Linked DNA regions of Gossypium hirsutum: all the other regions are linked to region 3. The links are chromatin contacts, called in public Hi-C maps. All regions are on one chromosome and are shown on one strand. Each heading gives the region's core, a stretch centred on a gene start, on an enhancer-like site or on the middle of the called end of the contact. The rest is flanking DNA. Distances are from core to core; before and after follow the strand shown. Region 1 holds the start of LOC107951478 (UDP-galactose transporter 1). Region 2 holds the start of LOC107933876. Region 3 holds the start of LOC107951451 (prolyl-tRNA synthetase associated domain-containing protein 1).

Region 1 (3,651 bases), core at 235-2,734, 260 kb after region 3:
TAACAGATGTTAGCAGAATTCCTCCGACAATAGGAACCAAAGAGGCCCAAATTCGCCTGTCAAAGTACTTTCTCCAAACTAGCCACTGCAGAAAAACTGGTAAAATGTACAAAGATCAGATATGGTGATGATATGCAGTCAGTTGTAACAAGGTAAGGTGCCCAAAAGTGTATAATCTATAAATCTCACCGGTGGTTGCTGGAGTGAATGATTTGATAGTCTGCATGAAAGAAACCGGGATATAGCGTAAGCTAACATTTCCCAACACTATGTTGATACAGAACACGAAAGACATAGGAAATATCCGTTTCCAGCGATCTTCAGGATCAACCGCTATTAGAGGTTTGAGCTTTAGCACTTTGATTACCAGATATGCTCCGATCGACGAGCATATGAAGTGAACGCATGATACTGAAAGGGGAAACTTGAAATCCAATTTCTGTGAAAGAGGGGAAAAAAAAAGCCATGTCCTCAGACCTTCGACTAAAGTACAAAAAATAATCAACCAACTCAATCAAAGTGTAATTGTCAAGACACAAATTGAAGGTTAATGTTCAATCCACACTACATAAACGAAATAAACATTATAATACCAATATATGAGGAACCATACATATATATGTATGTATGTTTGTATTCCTAGATCTGCTATAATGCACCTAGACAGAACTCAAAACTGAATCCAAATTCCTCTAACATGAACAAACTGGTAGACTAGTCATGACTCATGAATCTTTCTTCTAAGATGCATCATCTAAGTTCATAAATAATTGAAAGAAATGATAGAGATGGATTGTTGATATTATTTAATTCACAAATTAAATTATAACATTTAACCCTGGAAGCCTGTTCAAATTTTAAAACTTTTATAAAACGTATTATTTAGCAAATTATTGAGCTTAGCAACACAACTAAACAGAAATCTGTACTAATGAAATAATTAGATTAAAGAATAAGAGAATTCAGCTAAAACCCAATGTCAAAATCAATAAATGAAGTTAGAAACAAACCTGAAAGATCCATTTGTTCATGATTATAACAGTAACATTGAAACCCCACCATTGGAGAATCGCTAGAAGAGATCTGAAAACACCCCACTGGAGGAATCTCCCTTCTTCCATCACTCTCCCCCACCCCTCTCTCTCTCCCCCTCTGTCTCTCTCTCTCTGTCTCTAGCACAGAAAGAACAAAAACCCAGATCACCAAATTCGAAACCCAGCACAGAAATTTTGCTCTTATATTATTGAAAGGTTTATATAAATAGAGGGAGTTTAAAAAAGAAAGCTAAAGAAACTGAGAGAGAGGTTGTAACGGTGGAGAAAGGCCTTCTTCCATGTGATTCTCTCTCTCTCTCTTTGCCTGGATTGAAGTTTAACGTTATATATTGCCATGGAAATTTCGTTTATGATTTTGAAATGAGGGTACTAGTCTTCATAAGAAAATGGGATAAGAGCAGCCATTCGATGAATATACTTTTCTTTTGACTTGTGACGTTGACTAGAGTTTCTTACATCCATATATTGTCTAATCATACAACTGGTCTCACTTTGATCAAACCTCGTATCAAAAACCATTTGTCAATTAAATTTATTATTACTATAAACATCACAAATGAACTCTTTTGCACGTAATTTTACTTAAATAAATTAAAAATGAAATTAGGTGTGAAGTAAGTAAAGATGTATCTCCTTTAATGCAAATTAAGTTTATAGATATAACAGTCCTCCCCCTTAAAAACTATTAATGAATATCCTTTTACTTTTCATTTTATTTTCTAAAGGAGAAGTAAACAAATATGAAACTCTATATTTTATTTTTAAATGAGAAGAAAATTAAATTACTCCCTTTTTTTTAGACAAAATATTCCTTTGAATAACCCAATTAATTTAATTTAATTTATTTTGAATAAAATCCGAAAAACTTACCTACACATGTCTCTTTTATACCATAATCTGAAAAATTATGACTTTTTATGCTCTATTCGTATCTCTTATAGGTATTTATTTATTCCTTTTCTATTATTTGTTTCATATTTCCTTTTAAATATCAATCCAAAAAAAAGAAATTTCCCATTTTAGAGATAATTCAAATAACAATCCATCAAAAGGAATTTTCCATTTTAGAGATAATTCATTGGAAATTTAAAAAGATAATTACTATTTTTTTTAAACGAGAATTTGTTATATATTTATTTTTTAAAGTATTTGTTATTCATTGAAATATAGGTTTAAATTGCAAAGTGGTATTTAAATTATATTTTTTCTAATTTTTTTTTGTCTCAAATAGTATCTAAATTGTATTTCATTGTTTAAAGTGATATCTAAATTATACTCTATTACTCAAATTAATCCAACTGTTAAAAAATTTTTAACTAATCATTTCATGACATGTGATACTTTTATATTAAAATTAATTGAATAAAACTTAATTAAATTAAAACTTTTCTATGTTTTTTTATCCCCTTTCCCTCCTCACGATTCTTTATTATCTTTTAATGCATTTTTTTTAACTGTTAGATAACGGTTTTTGCAATTCCCTTGCTCTTTTGTCTTTTTCCTACTTACCTTGTCCAGGTTTTGGATTTCATGTTTTATCAAGTTTTTTCTTTTTTTAATAATAGAGGATCACTCAAAATTAAGATGCAAACTATATAGAAAAGAACGAAGAAAGTTATTTTTAAGAAAAAAATGCGTAGGTTTTGAATTTGGGTGAGAAAAGTATTGAAATCAAGATTTAAAAAAGAAAAATAAGCTTGTTGAAAGTAGGGTTTGGATGAGTTTTTTAACAAGTTCTTGAATTTTCCATCATCGGAGTTCTTAGATGAAGAATAAAAGAGATGAATATGTTTATAATTTTTAAAAAAATTCAGAAAATAATATTTAATGTTTTTGAGTTTTTTAAGTTAAAAATTGTTTCGTGTCACAAAATGATTGATTAATTTAGGTAACAAAGTATAATTTATGTATCACTTTGAATAACAAAATATAATTTAGGTGTCACTTTTGACCAAATAAAAGTTCAGATTCCAACTTGGGAAAAAGTGAATAATTTAGGCACGACTCTGAGTAATGAAGTATAATTTAGGTACTATTTTGATAAAAAAAAATTAGATATCAATTTGAGAAAAAAGGTATTGATCAAATACAATTTTGTGATTTAAGTGTAAAATATATAGATGGTAGATTAAATACACGTTTTGTGATCAAGTACATGCAAGAAGTGTTCTCTCTAGCCACTTCAACCTCCCTTCCAACTCTATTGTTTTTGCCTCTAAGCCCTTGCAACTCAGGATTCTTGGGAAAAAACAAATTCTTTTTTATCCTCCCCATCTCTTATATTAATACATGTTCCCATCTTGTAACACCCAAATCCACCCTAGAAGTTGAGATCGAATCTGGAGGTGTTACACCAACACATTGAAAAATTGCTTTCAGTAAGTATTCAAAAAACCTTCAAAAGATTACTTGATTAGTAGGGAAAACCTTTTCAGAGTTTTAATTTTGAAAACTAAAATCCATTTTTTCAACTTGAGGAATTTTGCAGTTTCACGGTTGAGAATATCCGTTACCAATGAATTAATAACAACCTAAAAACGAGTTCAGAAACAGATTACAAATCTAAAGTTCAAACTAAAATAATTACGAAAATGAT
Region 2 (3,637 bases), core at 926-3,425, 490 kb after region 3:
GGTAATTAAATTTGGCAAAATATGTATTTGACTATTTTTTTATATTAATTATGGGTGATTCAAAGTTTATATAATAATTTTGACAATTAAGAAAGAGTAGCTTTAGGAAAGTGAAGTAAATGCTCACTAGTGATTGAATTGGTGAAATCACTGGATCACTAAATCAAAAAATTCTCTAATATAAAATATTTTTTTTGAATAAAATTAAAATGTCATTCCTTTTTTTTTATCTTAAAAATGCCTCTCTTTGTTTTTTTTTTCTTTGTTTCCGGTGTGTTTATCAATCAATTCATTTAAATTTCAAACTTCCAACATGATTTAAAACTATCAATTTTTATTTCTTAAAAAGAATCTTCTTCTTTATTCTTTGTCTCAACGTTTCAACTCTCTTTTTCTCCATTCTCCAGATTGTGTTTTTTTAATCTATTCTTATCCTTTCTTTGTATTCATCCATCATTTTCTTTTTCTTATTTTACTTTCACCCATATTCTTTACCAATGATGAAGTTTCATTATTTACTTTTTTTTCTCAAATCTCTCAAAATCTAAATATATATATATATATATAAAAATGCTTTGTTCTCTCGGTTCATCTTCTTTTCATTCTTCTTATTATGGATTCTCTGAATGCTCAGTAAATCAATTTCACACCTGATTAGATTACGTTTTTTTATATTGATTTTGGGCTTACTTGGATAGAAAGTTATCAAATTTTTGGGCTTACTTACGTTTTTTGGGCTTACTTTTGATGAATTAAATTTTTGGATAGAAAGTTATCATGCACGGATTAATCGTAATTCTGGCAAAGGGCATGTTTTTATTATTTTCTAAACCTTGAGATTTAAAACTAGACAGACAGAGAGATGGTGAAGTTTAATTTGGGTTGTGAGAGTTGATGGTGTGTGAATCAGTCCTAAGCAAAGTAGAAGCTTCATTTTATTTGGTGTTGTGTTCAAATCTAGCATTTGAAATAAGCATAACATTTTCATTTTTGAGAATCCAATGCCTAAGAGAGTTGATCATGTTGTATATGGTTTAGGTAAATCGGCCTTCGTTTCCAACTTTTCCACTTTTATTTAATACCCACTATGCAGTATTAAAATCATTAATTCTGCAAAATTTTTATTTTAATTATATTAAATAATTACTAACCTAACATTTTTGGTGACTAAATGGTTATGATAAAATTAAGAGATAAATATCAAATTTCTACAATGTGTAATTGTATTTTTGAATTTTGATTTTGTGCAATTTTATACATAAAATTTTAATTTGATCCAATTCTTATAAATTATTAGCACAATTATGGATATAACATCAATTTATGTTTATATACCACATGCATAACTAATTATATTTATTTAATATAAAAATATATTAATATATTTATTTCTTTAAATGTGTATAATTTAATCAAAATTAAAGTTTCAAATATACCTTTAAATCACAATTAGAGTTTCACTGTATAATTACATCAAACTAAAGTTCATATATACAATTGCACATTAAATCAAAGTTCATATATAATTTTAAGATTTATCTCTTAATTTTTAAAATTAAAAAGAGACTAAAATTTTAAAATTAAAATTTTCTTTCATTTCTTCTCTTTTTTCTCTACCCTTCACCCACACAACATCCTCAAAAGAAAAAGAAAAAAGTAAACGTGTCATAAAATGGAGGCCACACATCTACAATTATCCCATGTATGTTGAAATTATGTATAGTTATTTAGAGTTTGAAAGAAAACTTAATGATGTGAATTGCAGCCATGTCCTTGCTTTCATCAGGAATAGCCTCATTAATATCGAATAATTAAGTATAAATGCTTGGATGCTCAAATTACTTTATGTTTCCTTGCCAGTAGAGGATCTTAGTATTTGGCATTGTCCATTAGCAAGAGATCATGATTTGGATGTGCAACTCTAGCTTTGGCCACTTATTAATATGATTTAAGGTTGGAGAACTTGGTCACTTAACTAATACTGCTACTTGCATTTTATTTGGACCAAATTGATATTTTTACTTGACCAAGGTTGCCCCAAATAGTAAACACGGTTATGGTTATGCATTTACTAATTTCCATGTAAAAATAGCAACACACCGAAACAGAATAAAATTAAAGTACCAAAATGAATGGAATTAAAAGTTGAGTGCCAAAAATTACATTATCTTATATATCTATAATAAAACAGACTTCACCCGACCCGATTCATCGACACACACTCTCCGCAATATAAGCTAATAGATAGATACCACTATCTTAAAACAGTTTACTTCCTCTCTTTGCTCTCCCTTCTTCAAATTACTTACCACTGACGACGCCATTTGATCATGAATGGGTATAAGGATGACAGTTACAGCTGCTATTTCCATCCTAAACAACAGGTTATCGGGGTTTGCCCTTTGTGCTTAAATGATAGGCTTCTTCTCCTAGCTTCAAAGCAACCCCGACACTCTTCTTCTTCATCCTCATCTTCTACCAGAGGCGGCCATGGATTTATTCAAGGTTTTTCACTAAAGAAACCACCCATCAACAAGCTCCCTAAGATCTTTGCTTTAGGCTCATTGCTCAATCGTCTTGAGTTCAAGCATTGGAAACCTGGAAATTCTGATGATGATGTTCTTGATGTTTCAACCAGTCAAGAAGGTATTTTTATTATTGTACCTTTCTAATTTCTTCCCCCTTTTATTGTTCATGCAGAAGTAATTTTTTTTTTACTTGAATTTCTATCAACATAAGGGAAAAGAATAAATCAGAAAATGACATGAGGGGAAAAAAAGAGATGCATCACATGCATGCATATATGATAATATGTGAGTTTCTTTTCCATGCGAATATTATTAAATAAAAAAGCATTATATTAATTCAAGAATAATATCTTTGAAAATACTATGATTTTCTAGGGATTTCAGTTCTTCACACAATTCTATGCAAATTGGCTTTTGTTTCTTATCTGTATCTGCAAAATCTACAGAAAGCTTGGTAGGTAATGCAAACAGAAAACTTTGTGAACTTACCTGTATGATTCCAGATGTAATCAAATCAAATCAACATTTTACCATTTCTTTGTTGGAATCATGCAAATCATTCAGCTACCTAGTAATAACAAAAATAATAAAGACATCAAAGATCATACAAATTCATCTGAATTTGAATCCACCGAGGGACCCCATTCATGTCAATTCTTGCCAATCATGTCCTCAGCATTTGAACTTTCGGTAAAGATGGCTGCCCTTATATATTGCTTTAGTTTTCACTTACTAATTCATGTAGCTAACTGGTTGCACAAATTTGGGGATGCACTAGAATACTTATTACTTTACCTTACCATATACCTATGTAACTATATTACTCCGACTTGGTTCTCTCATACATAGATTTGTGTCCGACTCTATATCTTTGTGTCTCAAATTTTTACTTTTACAGACTCCTTTATCTCGATCAAGTTTGAAGAGAATGGTGTTGGTTCATGGGAAAATGGCAAAGTTTCCAAGGGCTCAATTGAGCATTGCAGCAAGTACTGGAACCCCACCTTGACAAAGGCGATCACCAAGGAGCCAAATCTGACCAGTAAGACTGTGATAGAGCATGCGAAACCGCGTGCCTCGCTTAAGTGGCGAAAGTGGATTGGTCAACT
Region 3 (3,917 bases), core at 1,248-3,747:
AAAAAAGCAAATCTTTACAGACAAACTATTAAGCACAGAATCCATAATAGAGAAATAAGAGAAAGGGGAAGGAGAAGGAGAAAGAAGGGAGAAGGGAGAAGCAACTGCACTAGAATTTAGGCCTAATGATCATTAACACTAGAATCATCTTCTATTGCAGAAGGTTTTGCAGTGCTCGATACATTATTTTTCTTTGGTTTTCACATTGGCAAAGCCACTTTCATTCACACACGAATGCAAAAAGAAAAAAGATCAAATTGGGTAAGAGGCCCTTGTACTATGCATTTTTTCAGATTTAATCCCTCTACTGTAATTGATCACTTATATCCCTCTACTTCTCAAAATGTGTATTTTCAGTCCTATGGCTATTTTTTTTTTGTTAATTCCGTAGCTTTTTTTTTAAAACATGTGACATTGTCATTTTTGTACAATTAGACAAATTTTGCACATTTAAAGAAGACAAAAAAAAGTGACTAAATCCACCAAAAAAGTATAATACAAGGACTTTCTATACAATTTGGCAAAGGAAAAAGCTACTAAAGCTTCAAGGACTTCCCTTCTAATATATAAGGCAACAGAATTTACTTAAATTCAAGATCTTAGGAAGATAATTCTCCATGTACCATTCAGCACTAAAATGAATGTAAATTCAAAGCTTGAAGGAAATAAAACTTAAATACCTTGCAGATTCATTTACTAGAGCAAATGGAGTAACACATCCAAGTGGCACCTTAAAAAAAAGAAAACAGAAGCAACATAAAATAATGAAATGCAAATACATATAACAATCATTATTGAAAGGGGGGGGAGGGCGTGGAAACAAAAGCAACAATATAAAATAGTGAACTATAATCTTCTAATCATATATTTGGCAATCATTTATATGCGTAAACATTGATTACCAAATTTATTTATCTTCTAAGAAAAGAAGTAGCTTGTCATTTTTTCTTTAACTAAATCCATTAATAATAACATGACCTCCAAAAATTTGATAACAAACAAGTGTAAAAAAACTTATATATTTGCCCACCTTAAGTATCTCACCCAATGCCTCTTCTGGAGCCATTCTTAGACCACCTTTTCCTAAACCAAGCCTCTGAGATAAAACTGCACAGCTTTGAAAGCCACATGAAACTCACATTAACCTCTCAAAGTTACTTCAAAATTTCCATATTGAGACCAACATATGAGACCAATAAACTATTTCCATGCATTATACAAAAAATAAAGCAGGAAAGAAAGTATGTTCCTTTCATATCTACTTTCGTATCTGCAAGGGCAGACACAACATAGTACCTATGTTTTTTGTCCTGCATGGATAAACATTTGCAATCACTCAGAAAGTTTCGAATAATCCTCAGAAACAATGCCAATTTTCATTCGGTGTATACCTTCAAGAACAGATTTTTACTCAGTGCACCTCCCACATTCCCAACATATTTTGCCTGATGAGAAGAAAAATTTTAGAATCCATGAAATGCATGAGTTTGTTTACTCAAAAGGGACTCATCGGCTAAGTTTAGCACTCTTCTTTTACCTGAGCTTCGACAGTCAAAACAACAGGATGTTCATACTGGGAAAAATCAATTTGAAGCTCCTGAAAAAAATCCAATGCACATACCAGTCACTAGAGATGCAAAAGAAGAAAAGCAACCATAAACTGAAGCAAGGCCATAAATTCTTGAATTCAATCATAACCAGATACAAACAGAGAAATAGTGCTGAATCAAAACTATATAATTAGAAGGATTGCAATCAATGGTGAATTGCCATGGGAGTCACGGGCCATTTTGGAAACACCTTGAGTGAGTGTGTGCGCTAAACTAAATTAACTTGTTACCCCACCCCCAACCCCCCCCCCCAAAAAAAATTTAAATTGTATATATTTATATTTATTTATTTTGTTTATAATTTAATTTTGTGCATTATAAATTTAAATTGTTATCTGTCACCTTGTGTTCTTCTATTTTCATCTTTAAGATCACAGCTTTAAGCTATTGGTCAAACTACATACTTCGTTTCCTAATTGGCCCCCAAAATCAAATGGCAAGATCGGCCACTGGTTACAATTCACAATATTTCCACCAATTCATAGTGTAAATATCTATAAAAGTTCATAATTTTAGCAGAGAAAACCATATTGTAACAGCCTAATTTGTGTTTTGCAATTTATTTGCTCCATTCTTACCCTGAAAATAAATGAATTTAAATAAAAATAATGAAAACCCAAATCCCAATTGTAGTTTAAATAATGAATCATTTCCCAAAAACTGAATGGATATTGCGAATTAGATACTAACTGTACAAAGATTAGAACTAAAAGCTATCCAGAAATCAAAAAGAGGAAACCTTTAAACGAGCAAGCAGCTGATCCTTGGAATAACCCATTGTTTCTGTGTCGAAGCTGAAGACTGAAGTTCAGGAGATAAAAGCAAACAATATAGAAATCAGCGATGAGCTTGGAATAGGTTTATTTGTTACTGAAGTATTGAGGTGGATTCTGGTTTGGGCTTAAACTCGTTGGATCATTTACGGAAACTCCATTGCACTGGGCCTACAGTGCGATCTCAATTTAAGGTAAATTTTGTTCTCACTCAAATGAAACTCACCCGTATTGAACAACATTTCCGTAATTTTTTAATCGAAGATACAAACTCAAGAGCATAAATAGTAGTATGAGAATTGAACTCCACGTTTGGTAGAGTGGAGTAACTTTTTGTTAAGTATTTTAGTTGATTTACTATATTCTTGTTTTCAAGGTTCATAATCACCCATGTCTTGAAACAAATACCAACAGTTAACTAATTATAACAACTCTAATCTACATCATGATGAAGTTAATTCATTAATTATGATAGGGACGAGTTGGTAGTACAAACACAGTGAACTATGTAATGGTCTTAATGTCGATCAAAGATCGTATACGATGCAGTTATCAATTTTGTTTATAACAATTTTGGATGCTTCACTTTTTTGTATTCAAGTGGTGGCACATGGAAAACATATTTATGGAGGACAGTCACTACTCGAATAAGATCTGAGGGTAAGATTGTTGCATTATGGTGGATGAACAACACATTCAACATTTAAGATCCCATTGAAATCAAGCAATAATTCTTCTTGCGAAGTTAAGTAAGGTACATCATTAGCTGGATTACTAAGGAAGACAAGTCTGATTAAATGGGATGAAGCACCAATGGCTGATGTACATGTTGTAGGATATTCTGCGATGCAATGATCATTCATCAGAAAATAAGCTATTTGATGGGGTAAATATGTTGTTGGGAGGGGATTTCAGACAAATATTACATGTTCCTTGGGGCAGGCGCAGTGTTATTATTTCAACTTCTATATTACCAAGTCTAGAATATGGGATCACTGTGACCTTTTCCAATTAACCATAAACATGCGATTTCATATGAATTCAACAACTTCTTCTATCTCTGCTTTCAATAAGTGGCTGTTTAATTTGGTGATGGTAGATTACCTACTATCTATCAAACATGATGGGGATGATATGTCACAAATAATTCCACATGGATCTGGTTCATTTTGTGACATTGTTGAATCCACTTATCCCGATTTGGAAAGAAATTTCAAGAATTCGACGTCTATAAAGGATAGAACTATTTTGTCACCGTCAAATAAGGTTGGTGATAGGGTTAATAATATTCATTTTGAACAACAATTTGTATTATATCCTCCTAAATTCTTAAAACTCTTTGAAATTCATCGGAATTCCCAACCATAAAATTCAGTTGAAAGTTGGTGTTTCGATTATGCTTCTTATAAATATAAACCAAAGTCTTGGACACTAGGTTGATTGTAACAAAATTGGGCTCACCATTGATTGAAGCAGACTCATATTGGTTAACAATTTTTTATTCAAATGCAAATTTGTCCATCTTATATAAAAT

What was found. Hi-C and Micro-C count contacts between places; a contact is called where the count stands out from the background.
Region 1: a Hi-C map of leaf shows a contact between it and region 3, with 2.7 times the contacts expected there. The contact joins the promoter of LOC107951478 here to the promoter of LOC107951451 in region 3. A contact is called at or near these places in 5 of 34 Hi-C or Micro-C datasets (hypocotyl and leaf).
Region 2: a Hi-C map of leaf shows a contact between it and region 3, with 2.0 times the contacts expected there. The contact joins the promoter of LOC107933876 here to the promoter of LOC107951451 in region 3. A contact is called at or near these places in 3 of 34 Hi-C or Micro-C datasets (all in leaf).

What each region holds. Positions count from the first base shown.
Region 1 is chrA02:14,849,692-14,853,342 of Gossypium_hirsutum_v2.1, reverse strand. It overlaps LOC107951478 (UDP-galactose transporter 1), which reads right to left and starts at 1,484. Exons shown (of 5, transcript XM_041085197.1): 1 at 1,011-1,484; 2 at 190-439; 3 at 1-96. The coding sequence starts at 1,121.
Region 2 is chrA02:14,617,736-14,621,372 of Gossypium_hirsutum_v2.1, reverse strand. It overlaps LOC107933876, which reads left to right and starts at 2,175. Exons shown (of 2, transcript XM_016866185.2): 1 at 2,175-2,646; 2 at 3,427-3,637. The coding sequence starts at 2,331.
Region 3 is chrA02:15,109,878-15,113,794 of Gossypium_hirsutum_v2.1, reverse strand. LOC107951451 (prolyl-tRNA synthetase associated domain-containing protein 1) reads right to left here and starts at 2,497. Exons shown (of 12, transcript XM_016886515.2): 1 at 2,350-2,497; 2 at 1,538-1,597; 3 at 1,392-1,445; 4 at 1,297-1,310; 5 at 1,031-1,115; 6 at 681-730. The coding sequence starts at 2,388.